2 separate regions of the Anser cygnoides genome follow, and region 2 is linked to region 1. Evidence: chromatin contacts called from public Hi-C data. All regions are on one chromosome and are shown on one strand. The core of a region is the stretch at or near the end of the contact, and the rest is flanking DNA. Distances in the headings are between cores, read along the strand shown. Region 1 holds the start of CYP17A1 (cytochrome P450 family 17 subfamily A member 1). Region 2 holds the start of TRIM8 (tripartite motif containing 8).

Evidence for each region. Hi-C and Micro-C count contacts between places; a contact is called where the count stands out from the background.
Region 2: a contact with region 1 is called in a Hi-C map of liver, with 7 times the contacts expected there. The contact joins the promoter of TRIM8 here to the promoter of CYP17A1 in region 1. A contact is called at or near these places in 3 of 7 Hi-C or Micro-C datasets (all in liver).

What each region holds. Positions count from the first base shown.
Region 1 is chr7:13,686,309-13,689,008 of Taihu_goose_T2T_genome, forward strand. It overlaps CYP17A1 (cytochrome P450 family 17 subfamily A member 1), which reads left to right and starts at 1,419. Exons shown (of 8, transcript XM_013174485.3): 1 at 1,419-1,762; 2 at 1,863-2,001; 3 at 2,209-2,438; 4 at 2,573-2,659. The coding sequence starts at 1,451. BORCS7 (BLOC-1 related complex subunit 7) reads right to left here and starts at 305. Exons shown (of 4, transcript XM_067000233.1): 1 at 99-305. The coding sequence starts at 239.
Region 2 is chr7:13,817,629-13,820,328 of Taihu_goose_T2T_genome, forward strand. TRIM8 (tripartite motif containing 8) reads right to left here and starts at 1,420. Exons shown (of 7, transcript XM_048060435.2): 1 at 343-1,420; 2 at 1-43. It overlaps LOC136791219 (a long non-coding RNA gene), which reads left to right and starts at 2,376. Exons shown (of 2, transcript XR_010832711.1): 1 at 2,376-2,700.

The DNA of each region.
Region 1 (2,700 bases), core at 169-2,668:
CCGGCCCCTCCACCGCCCCTCCGCTCTTCCCCGAGGGCCCCGCGGCCGCGTTGCATGCCGGGCCTTGTAGTCCGCCGCCGGCGGCGCCCGCCGCTCACCTCGGCGCTGCGGGAGCCCTTCAGCACCTGCTTGGTGAGGGCGATGACGTCGGTGCCGCAGCTCGTCACCTTCTCGGTCAGCAGCCCCTTCACCGAGTGCCCGAACCGCGCCTGGGCCTCCGCCGCGCCGCCCGCCGCCATCTTGCCCGCGGCACGCCCCGCCACCGCCGCGGCGCTACGGCGAGCGCGGAGGGACAGAAGAGGCGGGAAGGCGAAGGGCGGGGGGGGTGCCAGTGGTGACCAGTGCTGCCCAGTACCGACCGGTCCTGCACCATATTGCCCAGTGCTGCCCAGTACTAACCAGTTCTAACCAGTCCTGCACCATATCACCCAGTGGTGCCCAGTACTAACCAGTTCTGCACCACATTGCACAGTGATGCCCAGTATTGCCCAGTGCTGCCCAGTACTTACCAGTCCTGCACCGTATTGCCCAATGTTGCCCAGGACTGTCCAGTGCTGCCCAGTGCTGCCCAGGCATCCCAGTGCTGCCCAGTACTAACCAGTTCAAACCACTCCTGCACCATATCACCCAGTGCTCCCCAGTACTAACCAGTACTAGCCAGTTCTGCACCACATTGCACAGTGATGCCCAGTATTGCCCAGTACTAGCCAGTACTGACCAGTCCTGCACCGTATTGCCCAATGTTGCCCAGGACTGTCCAGTGCTGCCCAGTGCTGCCCAGGCATCCCAGTGCTGCCCAGTACTAACCAGTTCAAACAACTCCTGCACCATATCGCCCAGTGCTCCCCAGTACTAACCAGTACTAGCCAGTTCTGCACCACATTGCACAGTGATGCCCAGTATTGCCCAGTACTAGCCAGTACTGACCAGTCCTGCACCGTATTGCCCAATGTTGCCCAGGACTGTCCAGTGCTGCCCAGTGCTGCCCGGGCATCCCAGTGCTGCCCAGTGCTGCCCAGTACTAACCAGTTCAAACCACTCCTGCACCATATCGCCCAGTGCTGCCCAGTATTGCTCAGTGCTGCCCAGTACTAACCAATTCAAACCAGTCCTGCACCATATTGCCCAATTCTTCCCAGTATTGCCCAGGCATCCCAGTGCCGCCCAGTGCCCCAGCCCCTCTCGGGCACCAGGAGGGTCTCACAGCGTGTCAGCAGCCCCCAGCCCTCCCCCGTCCCCAGCCCCGGTCACTGCACCCAGAGGAGCCCCCAGGGGCTCCCCCCGTGCTCCCAGCCCCTCCGCCCTCTCCCCAGCTGCCGAGCTGGCCCAGCGCCCGTCACGGCCCGCCGCCATCCCCCCGATAAGCAGCCGAGCCCGTCCCAGGGTCAAGGGGACGCTGCCGGGCGGGTATAAAGGAGCGGGGGCCGCACAGCCCCGCAGCCGCCCCACCATGCTGCCGCTGGCCGCCCTGCTGCTGTGCCTGGCCCTGCTGTGCGCCTGGGGGCTGGCACGCCGGCGGGGTCCCACGGGGACGGGGACGGGGCGGCTGCGGAGCCTGCCAGCCCTGCCGCTGGTGGGGAGCCTGCTGCAGCTGGCCGGGCACCCCCAGCTCCACCTGCGGCTCTGGCGCCTGCAGGGCCGCTACGGCAGCCTCTACGGGCTCTGGATGGGCTCCCACTACGTGGTGGTGGTCAACAGCTACCAGCACGCCAGGGAGGTGCTGCTGAAGAAGGGGAAGGCTTTCGCCGGACGGCCCCGCACCGTGAGTCGGGGGGATGGCTTCGGGGGATCCCCCGGTGCGGGGCGAGGATGCTGTGGGGCTGCCTGGCAGCAGGGTGACCCCGTGGCCGTGTGCCCCGCAGGTGACCACGGACCTGCTGTCCCGGGGGGGCAAGGACATCGCCTTCGCCAGCTACAGCCCCCTCTGGAAGTTCCAGCGCAAGCTGGTGCACGCCGCCCTCTCCATGTTCGGGGAGGGCTCGCTCGCCCTCGAGAAGATCAGTAAGTGTCCCCCGCCACCCCGCTATCACGTGTGTGTGTCTTTTCTGTCCTCATTGCACCTCCGGCCTCTCTGCTCCATCCTGCCCCAAACATCCTCCCTGCTGCCCAGCCCCTCAGGCTCAGCCCCTGCTGGAGGTGCCTCCTGCCACCCCCTTGGCCACCCCCAGGGCTCAGCGTCCCCTCTCCTGCCTCTCCTTCCCCAAAAAGTCTGCCAGGAGGCCGCGTCCCTGTGTGAGACGCTCAGCGCCGCGCAGGATGCAGCCCTGGACATGGCCCCGGAGCTCACGCGGGCCGTCACCAACGTGGTCTGCTCCCTCTGCTTCAACTCCTCCTACCGGCGCGGGGACCCCGAGTTCGAGGCCATGCTGGAGTACAGCCAGGGCATCGTGGACACCGTGGCCAAGGAGAGCTTGGTGGACATCTTCCCCTGGCTCCAGGTGAGCGTGGACACAGGCACTGCGTGGTCTTCTCATGAGGGAAGAGAGGAAGGAGCTGGGGTGTGCCCTGCAGGAGGGAGCTAACGCTGGGCTGAGCTGGAGCCCTTTGCTGTAACGGAGCTTTTCTCCCCCAGATCTTCCCCAACAAGGACTTGGCCCTGCTGAAGAAGTGCCTCAAGGTCAGGGACGAGCTGCTCCAGCAGAAGTTCACCGAACACAAGGTGCCGAAGGGGCTGGGACAGGGGGCTGCGGGGTGCTGGAG
Region 2 (2,700 bases), core at 170-2,669, 130 kb after region 1:
TCTCTCAGTTTGGTCTACAGATGGACGCCGGGGTCTCTTCTCCCTGCAACAGGAAGTCTCGGGGTGAATCGCTGGGCTCCCCCCCTCCTCCCCGGCACGCACGGTAAATAAAAAACCTCAACAGATCCCTAAAATCGGGAATAAAAATGAGCCACGGGGCAGCACTCTAGGAATCTCAAGCACGAAAACACGGTATCTGTGTCGTTTCATTAAAAAAGCAAGGCAAACGGTTAAAAAAAAAAAAAAAAAAGGCGTGATACTGTAGGATTTACAACCCGAAGTCTTAACAACCCCCAAAAGCAATTTGTCTCTTTTTATCCCCGAGGGCGAATCGAAACTTACCGAAGGTTGAAAAAAATCCATACAAAATCCAGCAGCAGGGTCCAAGTGCCATATAAACCTCCTAAATTTAGCGCTCCGGATTTGATTTTTCTTTTCTTAGGTTTGCAACCGACATTCAATATTTTAAAGGGACTTTTGTCCCCCACCAACCTGGCTAGCAGCTGAGAGCCCAGACTCGCTCAGATTTTTTTTTTTTCCTGTATTCCTCCTCCCTCTCTCCCTGATGGGAGTTCGGAATCGGAGTCTTTTAAAGGAAACAGATCAAAGGGTTAAGATCCAAAACGGGAAAAGGAGGAAGATTAAAAATAATTAAAAAAAAAAAAATAACAGCAATGATGACGACGGTGAAAAAAAAAACGACTTCTCTCCGCGGCCCCAAAGGTTTGCTTCTAACCCGGCAGAGCGGCGAAAAAAAAAAAGGAAGAGGAAAAAAAAGACAAGAAAAAAAAAAAAAGAGAAGAAAAAAAAAACCCCTCTCGCCTGCTTCAAAATTGTGAGGTCTTGAATGGGAGAGCTCAGAGGGAAGACAGGCCAATCATTCAGACGAGATTCCAGCCCCGAGCCCAAAGCAACCCTCCCAGCCTCTGCCTCCGTTCATAAATAGGAATGAAAAAAGAAAATGGGTTTCGCAAAGGGAGGGAGGGAGGGAGGAAGGAGGGAGGGGAGGGAGGGGGAGAGCCCGAGCGCCGCGGACCCAAAATCAACCTGCTCGGAATTCTCACGAGGGGCTGGGTCCTCTTCGGGGGAGGAAAATAAAATATTTAAAAAAAAAAAAAAAAAAAAAAAAAAAAGGAGAAGGGTTGGGGGGAGGAAGCAGGCTGGGGGGGGGCTCCAGCCTAGCCCGCTCTCATTCCAGCCCCCGGAGCGCCAGAGCCGCCCCCGGAGGGAGCCAACAAAGGGGCCGGGGCGGGCCGGGGCTGCCCAGCCGCTACCGGGGGGGGGGGCTCCGGGAACCGGGCACGGGCGGCGCAGCTCGGGGCGAGCCGAGTCAGCCCTCAGCCATTTTGAGCTGCCCTACCGGGGGAGAGAAAAAAAAAACAAAAAAAAGGTATTAAAAAAATCAATAATAAAAAAAATAAAGCCCCAACCCCAAACCCACCCGCGGCAGCACGCAGCCTCGCCGCCGCCTCCTCCTCCTCCTCCTCCTCCTCCCGCAGCCGAGCGGGGGGCGCTGAGGGGTGGGGGGGGGGGCGGCCCGGCCCCGCTGCCCCCCGGTGCCCGCTGCCGGTGCCGGTGCCCGGTGGGGGCCGCTCAGCGCCCCCCGCCCCCGCCGCCTCCGGCCATCTTGGGCTCGCCCCGGGCGCCGCCCGCCGGGCCCCACGCCCGGCCTCCCTCCGCCGCCCCCGGGAGGCGGCCGCGGCCGGGGCCGGGGCTCGGGGCTCGGGGCTCGGGGCTCGGGGTGGGGGGGGAGCAGCGAGCGGCGGGGGGGGGGCGCGGAGCCCCCGGGAGGGGGGGGGGGAGCGGGGCGGGCGCGGGGCGGCGCCGCGGAGGAGGCGGCTGAGGCTCAGCCCCGGCGGCGGGGGGCGCCCATGGGGGGGGGGGGGGGGAGCGGCGCTGCGGGACCGGCACCGCGGGACCAGCACCGGGAGCGGAGCGGGAGCGGGTCCGGATCGGCACCGGCGCCGCCCCCCCCCCCCCCCTTCCCGGGCAGGCGTCACCCGGCTCCGCCCCGCTGCCGGGGAGAGGGCTTCAAGCGGCCACGCGGCGGTGGGGACCGGCGGGGAGCGGGGAGGGCGGGGGGGAATGGGGACGGGGATACAGATGGGATGGGGTAGGGTGAGACGGGGTGGGTTGGGGATGGCGATGGGATGGGGTGGGATGGGATGGGGATGGGGATGGGGATACAGGTGGAGCAGGATGGGGTGGGATGGGATGGGGACAGGGGTGCAGATGGGGACGGGGATGCGGGTGGGGTGGGATGGGATGGGATGGGGGTGGGGGTGGGGATGGAGGCAGGGATACAGGTGGGGTGGGGTGGGGATAGGGTTTGTGTGGGGCAGGGTGGGATGGGGGTACAGGTGGGGTAGGGTGAGGTGGGGATGGGGATGGAGATACAGATGGGGCAGGGTGGGGTGAGGATGGGGATGGGATGGAGACAGGAATGGAGGTGGGGATGGGAATGCAGGTGGGATGGGATAGGATACGGGCGGGATGGGGTAGGGTGGGATGGGGATGGAGGCAGGGATACGGGTGGGATGGGATGGGATGGCGAGGGGATGGGGATACAGGTGGGATGGGAACGGGGATGGAGATACAGATGCGATGGGGTGGGGTGGGAAGGGGATGCAGATGGAATGGGGATGGGGATGGAATGGGGACAGGAAGGGAGACGGGGATGGGAATGCAGATGGGGCAAGG